Regions from separate parts of the Anser cygnoides genome. Here region 2 is linked to region 1. A link is a contact called in public Hi-C data. All regions are on one chromosome and are shown on one strand. The core of a region is the stretch at or near the end of the contact, and the rest is flanking DNA. Distances in the headings are between cores, read along the strand shown. Region 1 holds the start of SLC39A14 (solute carrier family 39 member 14). Region 2 holds the start of CHMP7 (charged multivesicular body protein 7).

What was found. A called contact is a pair of places that touch in the nucleus more often than the background predicts.
Region 2: a Hi-C map of liver shows a contact between it and region 1, with 2.0 times the contacts expected there. The contact joins the promoter of CHMP7 here to the promoter of SLC39A14 in region 1. A contact is called at or near these places in 2 of 7 Hi-C or Micro-C datasets (both in liver).

What each region holds. Positions count from the first base shown.
Region 1 is chr26:2,227,045-2,232,370 of Taihu_goose_T2T_genome, forward strand. It overlaps SLC39A14 (solute carrier family 39 member 14), which reads left to right and starts at 3,170. Exons shown (of 10, transcript XM_066983427.1): 1 at 3,170-3,221. It overlaps PIWIL2 (piwi like RNA-mediated gene silencing 2), which reads left to right. Exons shown (of 21, transcript XM_048045748.2): 21 at 1-166. The coding sequence ends at 35.
Region 2 is chr26:2,455,234-2,460,559 of Taihu_goose_T2T_genome, forward strand. It overlaps CHMP7 (charged multivesicular body protein 7), which reads left to right and starts at 2,861. Exons shown (of 10, transcript XM_048045779.2): 1 at 2,861-3,222; 2 at 4,864-5,038. The coding sequence starts at 2,933.

The DNA of each region.
Region 1 (5,326 bases), core at 1,920-4,419:
CCGCCCAGCTCCGCGACACGCTCTTCTTCCTCTGAGTCCTCCCCCCGCACCCGGGGGGGGCTCCGGGGGCTTTGGGGTTTGGTTTTTGGGGCGGTTTGGGATGGTTTTTGGTTTTTTTTGTCTTTTTTTTTTTTGTAATGCGCTTCTGGTTTCGTCCCTTCCTTTTTTTTTGATGGTATCGGCGCTCGCAGCCGCCCTGGGGAAGCCTCTCGGTTTGGGGAGAAAAGGGGTGTTTTTGGCCACGGAGAGGCCCCGGGGTTGTTTTGCTCGGGTGCTGAGGCCCGGCTGCCTCCGGGGAGGCCCCAGCCTCCGCTCTGCCTCCAGCCTCGCTGGGGAGCACTGGGACGAGCCACCCCCCGCCCAGTTGGGCGCTGGGCACCAGCGCATCCCCGCTGCCCTTCATTTCCCTCGGCTCCTGCGCGTGCCCCCCGAGGCAGCTGCTGGGTTCCTTTTATTTTTTTCCCTTTTTTTCATTTTTTTCCCTTTTTTTCCTTTTTTTCCTTTTTTTTCCCTTTTCCTTCATTTTTTTCCCTTTTTTTTTTTTTTGCTCCCATTTAACAACTCCAGTTGCAGCTCGGCTGCTTAACGAGCCCCTTTATTTATTTATTTATTTATTTAATTTATTTTATTTATTTTTTGTACCCTTTCGGCCGCCAGGCTCCTAGGAGAGCCCGAACCCTAAATTGGAGAGTTTCCCCTATTTCGGCCGCTCCGTTCCCGTGGCAGGAGATAAACGGGAGCCCTTTGAGCCCGGAGCTCTTGGGGACCCCCCCAAGACCCCCCCCTGGATTTCAACCCCATCCTGCCTGCCCCCCCCCCCCCCCATTGAGCAAACAGGGGCAGGATGAGAGCAGGCGGCAGCCTCCCTCCCCCCCCTCCCTCGCCGGCCTTCGTTCAGAGTTGGAAAAAAAAAGAGAAAAAAAAAAAGAAAAAAAAGCTATTTATTTTTCCTTTTTTTTGGCTGTAATCGCAGGTTTCCCTTCGCTTCAATAAAAGCTGTTCCCGGCAGCACCTCGGTGTCGGTGTCGGGACGGGGTGGCACGGAGGGGGGGGCACCTGGGGGGGGGGGGTCCCTGCCCTCCTCCTGGCCAGGGGACTTTGGGGATAAAGCCACCACTTTGGGGACAAAACCACTGATTTGGGGACCGCGCCAGCACCCCGGGGGGGCCGCTTGTTTGCCGTGGGGGCGGCGGGGTTTATTCCTTATCCAGCCCTTTCCAAAGCCCTTTGAGCAAATATTTAGGCTGCGGGTGCCGCCGCGCCGCTGGTGGTGCCCGGTGGGGGCCACCCTCTGGTTGGGGGGGGGGCAGGGGCCGGTGTTGTCCCCCCCCCTCGGGTCCTGCCCCGTATTTTTCCGCTTCGTTAATGATTTATCCTCCTTGATGGACTTTGGCAGCCCAGGCAGGCGGCAGCGGGTGCGTGGCGGGGCGCATGGGGGGGGGGAGTGGGTGCGTGGGGACCCCCCCCCCGTCTCCCTATGGTGGGGGGGGGCGCAGCTGTAATGGGGCGCTGCCCCCCAGCCCAGCCCCGCTCCCTCCCGGCCTTATATTATAACCCGCCGGCTTTTAATGAAGCGGTGTTAATTAGTGCTGGGAGCTGAAAGGCTCGCTTGTTCTGGCTGGGGGAGGAAAGGGGGGGGGGGGGGGTACAAGGGGCCGCGGCCCGCTTCGGTGCCCCCGTCCCCTGCCCCTTTTTTGGGGGGGGCATTGGGGTGCCCCATGCCCCAGGGGCTGCTTAAGGAAGTCTGGGGGGCACCCTGCCCCTTTTGGGGGGGGCAGTGAGGTACCCCATGCCCCCCCAGGGGATATTTAGGGGGGGTCTGGGGTGTACCCTGCCCCTTTTGGGGGGGGTCATTGGGGTGCCCCATGCCCCCGGGGGATGCTTAGGGGGGGTCTGGGGGTGTCCTGCCCCTTCTGGGGGGGCTCAGTGGGGTACCCCATGTCCCCAGGGGATGTTTAGGGGGGCCTGGGGGTGCCCTGCCCCTTTTGGGGGGGATCATTGGGGTGCCCCATGTCCCCAGGGGATGCTTAGGGGGGGTCTGGGGGTGCCCTGCCCCTTCTGGGGGGGCTCAGTGGGGTACCCCATGTCCCCAGGGGATGTTTATTGGGGTCTGGGGGCGCCCTGCCCCTTTTGGGGGGGGTCATTGGGGTGCCCCATGTCCCCAGGGGATGCTTAGGGGGGTCTGGGGGTACCCTGCCCTTTTTGGGGGGGGTGTCAATGGGGTGACCTGTGCTCTTGGGGCTGCTTAGGGGGGTCTGGGGGACGCCCTATCCCTTCTGGGGGGGGGGGCATTGGGGTGCCCCATGCCCCCAGGGGATGTTTATTGGGGTTTGGGGGGCGTCCTGCCCCTTTTTGGGGGGGGGTCATTAGGGTGCCCCATGCCCCAGGGGCTGCTTAAGGAAGTCTGGGGGGCACCCTGCCCCTTTTGGGGGGGTCAGTGGGGTACCCCGTGCCCCCGAGGGATATTTAGGGGGGGGTCAGGGGGTGCCCCGCCCCTTTTGGGGGGGTCAGTGGGGTGCCCCATGCCCCCAGGGGATGTTTATTGGGGTCTGGGGGTACCCTGCCCCTTTTGGGGGGGTCATTGGGGTGCTCCATGCCGCCGGGGGATGTTTATTGGGGTTTGGGGGGCGTCCTGCCCCTTTTTGGGGGGGTCATTGGGGTGCCCTGCCCCTTTTGGGGGGGTCAGTGAGGTACCCCATGCCCCCAGGGGATATTTAGGGGGGGTCAGGGGGTGCCCCGCCCCTTTTGGGGGGGTCAATGGGGTGCCCCATGCCCCCGGGGGATGTTTATTGGGGTCTGGGGGTACCCTGCCCCTTTTTGGGGGGGGGTCAATGGGGTGCCCTGCCCCTTTTGGGGGGGTCATTGGGGTGCCCTGCCCCTTTTGGGGGGGGGTCAATGGGGTGCCCTGCCCCTTTTTGGGGGGGTCATTGGGGTGCCCTGCCCCTTTGGGGGGGGGTTCCCGGGGGGGGGGTCTGCACGGGCTCCGCGGGGTTACGGGGCCGGGGGATGCTCCGCGCCCCCCCCCCCCCCCCCTCCCGGTGCCACGGCGGCAGCGCGGTGCTGGGGGGGGGGGGGGAACGGGACGGGGGGGGGGCAGGGGGCGGGGCAAGGGGCGGGGCTTGAGGTGCCGCCGGCCAATGGGGGCGCTCCCCGTGCCGCCGGCAGAGCATGCGCCGTGCGGGGCGGGGGGGGAGGAAGAGGAGGAGGAGGAGGAGGAGGAGGTAGGGATGGGGGCATGGGGATGGGGAATTGGGGCTTGGGATTGGGATTGGGGATTGGGATTGGGATTGGAACCGGGATGGGATGGGAGTGGGGCGGGAACTGGGATGGGACTGGGAGAATGGGGATAGGAGCTGGGATTGGGATTGGGATTGGGACTGGGATGGGATGGGATCGGGGTGGGATTAGGACGGGATTGGGATTGGGGTGGGGATGCAGGGACCAGCACCCGGTCAGGCTTCGCGCAGCCGTGCCCACCACGAAGCTGCTCACCTCAACCCCCCCCCCCCCCAAAAATAAAAAAGCCGCTGCCCGCTTTCGCGATGCCCAAACGTGGGATTTGGGGCTCAGCCCCCCGGTGGGATTTTGTGGGGTTTTTTTTTTGGGGGGGTCTTTTTTTGGTTTTGGGGGGGGGGGCTTGGGGTCAGCCCCGCGCGGGGTGTCGGGAAGCGAGGCGTCGGGTGATGGAGCGCCCGGCGTCGCCTTCCCGCTTATGGGGGGGGTGTTTGCAATCGGGGTCGATGGCTTTTGGGAAGCTTTGGGGCGTGAATTTAGGGGAAACGGGGCTGGAGAGGGGCTCTGCCCGACCCCACCGACCCCACTGGCTCCCACCCCGTCCCCGTGCCGTTACCCACGGGCATCGCCGACCCGTGCGGCGGCTCGGGGGGCTCAGGGGGGGCCCCCCCCAGAGGCCGTCCCCATCCCCCACGGGTCGGGTGCTGGGACCCTCGGCGCTGCCCCTTTTTGCCGCCCCGGGGGGGCTCGAGCAGAAAACCCCGGCCACGCGCCGCCAGGACGCCCGTGAAGGTCAGCAGAGGTGGGGGCTCCGGGGGGGGGGCCTCCGCTAGCCGTCGCCGGCCTCTCCCTGCCTTTTGTTGGGCAGCTGGGGGGGGAAAGTCGGGGTCGGGCGGGTTTGGGGCGATGGGAGAGACCCCCTTGGGGGGGATAATTGGGGTGGGATACGGGGGGAGCGTGCCCCCTGCCCGGCTGCGGGGAAAGGAGGCGGCACACGTCCCCAGGTGGGGATGTGGTGGTGCCAGCGGGGCAGCCCTTTGCCTCGCTGGGATGGGAGCCAACGCGTGAGCCCTGTGGGTGGCACCGGGTGGCACCGGGTGGCCCGTGCCGGCGGGGTAGCACCCAGCCCCGGGGGGGGCAGCCGCGGGACCCACCCCGAGGCAGGGTTTGGGGAGGGAAGGAGGGCGTTCAGCTCTTGCCGAGGAGTCGGGGGATTTTGGGGTACCTCCGCGGGGGGCACCGTCAGCCTGGGGGAATTCATCCCCCCCCCGTTTCGGGGAGGAGAAGGGGTTAAGTCAAGGCATCCAGGCTAAGCCTCGGCGGGAGGAGGCCAAAACCTCCCAGGCAGAGCCTTTCCTGGAGAACAAAGCTCGCAAAGCGGCAGTGAGCCCGTAAAACCCCCGGGAACGTGGGTGCCGGGGCAGGGGCGCAGCGCGGGGAGCCGGCCCCCAGGGGACGGGGACCCCGCGTGCCTCCGAGGCTCCCTCCAGGCTCATCCTCGCCACCCCGGGCAGGACCGTGCCCGGCAGACCCGTCCCGATCCTATTTTCGGAAACAATTGTTTGGCCAGGCTTCAGAAATGCCTCGGGCCTGGATTTTTGGAGGAGACCGAGCTCCAGCCACCGGCAGGAGGGCAGGAGCCCGGCGCGGGGCAGGATGCGGCCCCGCACGGAGCTGTGCAAGGGGCGCTCGGTGCAGAAACCCCCCCCGGGGGCTGCAAGCCACGTCCCCCTCCTGCTCTGGGACACCCCGAGCAGCAAAGGGGCAGCCACGAGGCAGCGTGCGCCCGTGGGTGGCGGATGCTGGCAGCGCCGCGGGTGCTCCCATCCCCGTGGGGGTGCGCACGGCTCCTTTCCCCAATCCTCTGCCAGAGCGGGGTCAAAGTTTCAAGCTGTGGGTAGGGAAAGCCCCGACCCTACAGCCTGGTGGTGCTGGTTGCTCCGCCGCTGCTCGCAGAAAACCCCAAGGACTGGAAAAGGGGTCTGGGACCGGGCTGGGACAGCCGGTGGGCGCACGGAGGCGGCGGACAACGAAGCCCAGGCCCGGCACGGGGAGGGCAGAGCTGGTTTTTTCTTTTCTTTCGGTGCGCCCT
Region 2 (5,326 bases), core at 1,611-4,110, 230 kb after region 1:
CAGCGCCCTTTGCTCACCAGGGCACTGTGAGGCAGCGTTAATGAGAGCTGCATTAATGAATTTGGAACAACCTCAGCAAAAATAAAACCAGGAGAGGTTGTGAGCCTGGCCGACTTCTGCACAGCTCCAGAGGCCTCCCAGCAGCGACATGAGGAAAAGCAAGCGTCATATCCTGCACCTCTGAGGGCAGAGCGTAGCCCTGCACTGACTTCTCTCTGATTTCTGGATAATCCCTGGGGGCACGGGGTGACTCCTGCAGCCCAGTGGCTACAGGGTTAAGCTGAGGACTGCAGGCATACATGCCACCGCTGACTCAGAGCTGGTGAGGAAGGATTTACATGCACACAAACCAAAACAATCCTTCCCTCTGTGCCTCTCAAGGACACCAAACACACCTGGAAGGTCTGTAAAGTGCACACGCTGGAGGTGGTTTTGGTTTTGTCTCCATCGTGAAATGGCTGGTTATGCCCTCAGCTACTCAGCACCCACAAGGGACAGGGCACCCTAGTGCTGAGCTCCCAGACACTGCTTGGTTTTTCCCCTGCTCTGCAGGCACCAAAGCCCACTTGCTCCGGTCCTCTGCAGCCCCTGGACACCAGGAGGGAGCTCCAGGTCCCTGATGTGACGCACCATAACAGCAGCAACCTCTGTAGCCTGAGAAACCTGGGCTCAGCACAGGAAGGGGAGCAGCAGCCTTCTGCCAAAAAACGGAGCTGTCGCCTTCTTCTGTGGGCAAGAAATAGCACATATGGTGAATTTGAAGATATAGAAATACCCAGAACTTGGCAGCGCTGCTTAAGCAACAGCGCTTGCCTCCCCTTCTTTTAGTAACATGGAGCTTTGCTCTGAAAACGTCAGACTTTGCATGAAGAAATCCCTGAGAGCCATGCCTCCCTTCTCCTGAATCCTGATATTTGCATGCTACAAGGCTATTGCTCTTGGGCAACCAGGAAAAATGGAAATCATACATGAGAAGCAGGAGGGAGGAAAAAAATAATATGTGAAAGGACAGGAAAGCTAACTTCTGTTGATGCTAGGTGCAACCCGAGTCCCTGCAAAGCGGCGCTGCCACCAAACCTCTCACCAGCCCCAGCAAGGTCAGGCTGGGGTAGCTGTGGTGTGCTACAAGCATCCGCCAGGGCTGTGCTCGGAGCACTTTGTGTGTGCTGTTTGTACATTTAAACCTCACAGGCACCACCACCAACCACCAGCTGTACGTTCGGAGGGGCCAGGTGCTGGGGCGGCTGTGCTCACCGCAGCGGCGTGCTGCGTCACTGACACAGCCCGGCACGGTTTTGGGGGTTTACACGCGTACAGCACAATTTTCAAGCAGTGACCACACAACTGGCTGCCTACAACAACGCAGCGCCCTGCGGGTTCCAGCTTGGTTTAGGGGTGATGCTGTGAGGTGCTGGGTCAGCCACCACGCACCAAACCCTCAGCTTTCTCAGCACAACCCTTCATGGCTGTTACTGAGGGCTTGGGACACGCTGGCGAGCCCCAAAACAACACCAAGTCCCCCAAGGGTGCCATTTGGAGGAGCTGAGGCGAATCCCCCGAAGAGTGGTCAGGCATTGGAACGGGTTGGATAGGGAGGTGGTGGTGTAATTGTTTCTGGGGGTGTTCAAGGAAAGGTTGAACATGGTGCGTAGGGACATGCTTTAGTGGGTGATAGCCCCCCAAAGGTGCCATTTGGAGGAGCTGAGGTGAATCCCCCGAAAAGCAGTCAGACATTGAATGGGATGCACAGTGAAGTGGTGGCATCACTGTCCCTGGGGGTGTTCCAGGAAAGGTTGGACGTGGTGCTTAGGGACATGGTTTAGTGGGTGATAGCCCCCCAAAGGTGCCATTTGGAGGAGCTGAGGTGAATCCCCCCAAAAGCACTTAGGCATGGGAATGGGTTGTGCAGGGAGGTGGTGGTGTCACTGTCTCTGGGGATGTTCAAGGAAAGGTTGGACGTGGTGCTTAGGGACATGGTTTAACGGGCGATAGTCCCCCAAAGGTGCCATTTGGAGGAGCTGAGATGAATCCCCCAAAAAGAGGTCAGACATTGAACGGGATGCACAGTGAAGTGGTGGCATCACCGTCCCTGGGGGTGTTCGAGGAAAGGCTGGATGTGGTGCTTAGGGACATGGTTTAGTGGGTAATAGCCCCCCAAAGGTGCCATTTGGAGGAGCTGAGGTGAATCCCCCCAAAAGCAGTTAGGCATTGGAATGGGTTGTGCAGGGAGGTGGTGGTGTCACCGTCTCTGGGGATGTTCAAGGAAAGGTTGGACATGGTGCTTAGAGACATGGTTTAATGGGCGATAGTCCCCCAAAGGTGCCATTTGGAGGAGCTGAGATGAATCCCCCAAAAAGTGGTCAGACATTGAACGGGATGCACAGTGAAGTGGTGGCATCACCGTCCCTGGGGGTGTTCAAGGAAAGGTTGGACGTGGTGCTTAGGGACATGGTTTAGTGGGTAATAGCCCCCCAAAAGGTGCCATTTGGAGGAGCTGAGGCGAATCCCCAGAAAAGCGGTCAGACATTGGAACAGGATGCCCTGGGAGGCGGTGGTCACCATCCCTGGGGGCGTTCACGGAAACGTATGTGGTGCTTTAGGAACATGGTTTAGTGTGTGACAGTGGTAGCAGGGTGACGGTTGGACCAGATAATCTTGGCGCTTTCCAACCTTAACAATTCCACGATTCCCATTCTAGGATTCTACGCTCCCTCACCCCCCCTCTTCTATCCCCCCCCCCAACATGGCCGCCATGCCCCTGTGAGAGGGAGGGGGCACCAGGCGGCACCGCGCACGCGCACGCCCGTACGACTGTAGTCGTGCGGCGAGGGGAGGGGGGCGGAGCGGCAGCGCGCATGCGCCCGGCGTTTCCTTAGCAACCAGGCGGGTCCCGGCCGGGCGGAGGCCGCGGCGGAGCCGGGGGCTCGCGTAGATGTGCAGCCCGGGGAGGGCGCCCCCTGGGCCGGCCCCGGCCGGGGACCTGCCCCCGGAGTGGGAGACGGACGACGAGCGCATGGCTTTCCTCTTCTCGGCCTTCAAGCAGAGCCGCGAGGTGAACAGCACTGAGTGGGACAGCAAGATGGCCTTCTGGGTCGGGCTGGTGCTGGCCCGCGGCCGCCGCCGCGGTGCGGTGCGCACCTGCCTGAGGGAGCTGCAGCACGGCTTCGAGAGGCGAGGCAGCGTCCCGCTGGGCCTCGGCACGGTGCTGAGGGAGCTGCTCAGGTACCGGCGGGGGTGGCGTGGGGTCAGAGGGGTCCGGGGCGGGGGGAGATGGGGGTTGGGAGGGCAGGGAGCGTGGGGAGGGGGCGTAGGTGGGTTGTGAGGGGGTGGGGGGGATCTGGGATATGCACGCAGCTGTTATGGGGTTTAGGGGATAAGTGGGGGGCTGTAGGGCAGCCTGTCCCCCCTTTATGGGGTGCTAGGGAGTAGTGGGGGGCTGTAGGGCAGCCTGCCCCCCAATTTTAGGGCTCAAAGGAAAAGTGAGGGGCTGCAGGGCAACCTGCCCCCCCGTTATGGGGCTTAAGGGTATAGTGGTGGGGCTGTAGGACAGCCTGCTTCCCCCGTTATGGGGCTTAAGGGAATATTGGGGGGCTGTAGGACAGCCTGCCCCACTGTTATGGGGCACAAGGGAGCAGCGGGGGGCTGTAGGGCAGCCTGCCTGTCCCTGTTATGGGGTTCAAGGGAATAGTGAGGGGCTAAAGGGCAGTCTGGGGGGGTCTCTGTGCATAGTTTTGAGGGGAGCCCTGCGTGATGGGGGTGCACAGAAAGGGGGTCTCACACCTGGAGGAGTGCTTAGCACTGTGGTGGGGAGCCTGTAGTGGGGTGCGTAGAAAAAGGGGTATTGGGGATGTATGGGGGGGCCGGGGCTGCTTCAGGAGGTTGGTGTTGGAAGGAGAGGAGCTTGAAAGCTGCCCGCTGTACCCACAGCAGGGAGAGTGCAGCAAGATGCCAGGTAAATGCTGGGGCACAGGGAGATGTGAAGCGAGGCTTGGGGCTGCTCATGCCCGCAAGTGCTGAGCACTGGGGGTGAGCACGAGGAAGCTTTGTGCCATGCCACAGCTTTGCAAAGCAGAGGGGAGCGCAGAGAGGCTGCGAGGGAACGGGGGTTGTGTTGTGTAGGGGGGAGGAGGGAGCTCTGAGCGACGTAAAGCAGGGTCAGGGGTCACAGGCTCGAGGCTGTGCCCCACGAGGGACGCGCCTTGGGGCTCGCAGGAGGTAGGGGAGAGCAGGAGCTCCGAGGGAGATGCTGTGCTGGGAAGACGCGGGTGCAGGAAGGAGCTCTGCGTTAAGTTGGGTTACGTTCCCTGAAACAGTGCTTGTGGAGAGCCGGCAGCAAACGGCATGTGCTGTCCTACAGGCGTGCAGGAATGGTTGTAGGCTGGTGCTTGCAGTGAGGTGTTTTGTCTTGTGAAACCGTAGCCTGGGACTGATGGCCTGAAAATGTTCCAAACCAGCGGGGGTTAGCTGAATCTGCACGTGTGTGCCGTAACTGCTGTCACGTCTAGAGGTTTCACTTCTTTGTTTGTGATTTAGTGCACAGATGAAGTAGTCTTGAAACTTGCAAGTGGCCTTCCACGCTTCATCAGTTGCAAGTAAGAAAACAGAGAAGCTTGTGAAACTGGAAGAAATTTTCTTGTGCCCAGAGAAAGCCTGGGAGGAGAGGGAACCTTTGTGCGTTTTGTACGCATCAGCAATGTGTCACATTTTAGCTAGAAGCTGTTAGAAAACTCTGCTAGAACTGTGGAAGCACAGCACGTAGAGCGATGTTTTGATTAGTAGTTCTCCATGCTGACACTTTTCCTTGCTGCCAGCAGAAGGGATTAAGGCTGACCGTACTCAGTTCTGCCTCTGTCTTTTCTCTAGGCGCGGCAAGATGCAGAGGGAGTCAGACTTCATGGCCAGCGTGGACAGCAGCTGGATCTCCTGGGGCGTGGGAGTCTTCATCCTGAAGCCCCTGAAGTGGACTCTCTCGAGTGTGCTGGGCGACAGTAAGGTACCCGAGGAAGAGGAGGTTCTGATTTACGTGGAGCTACTTCAGGTGAGCGTTGCTGAGAGTTTCCTCGAGGTTATGCATCTCTAGAAAAATCCATGAGGAACTTTATGTGCTAGCAAAGAAGGATCAGGATTGAATAGAAGGCTACCGTCAGGCTTTTATACACCTAAGGAGTACAAACGTAGAGAGACGGCTGTGATAACGTGTGGATAAGAAATAGTTCCTATCTACAGAAGTTTGTTGAAATGAATGTGGAGGCTTCGTGCTGGCTTCCAAGCGATGAGAGTGCAGGCTTGCTGCGCAGTCTAGGAAGCCAAGCAGCGCGCTGTGAGA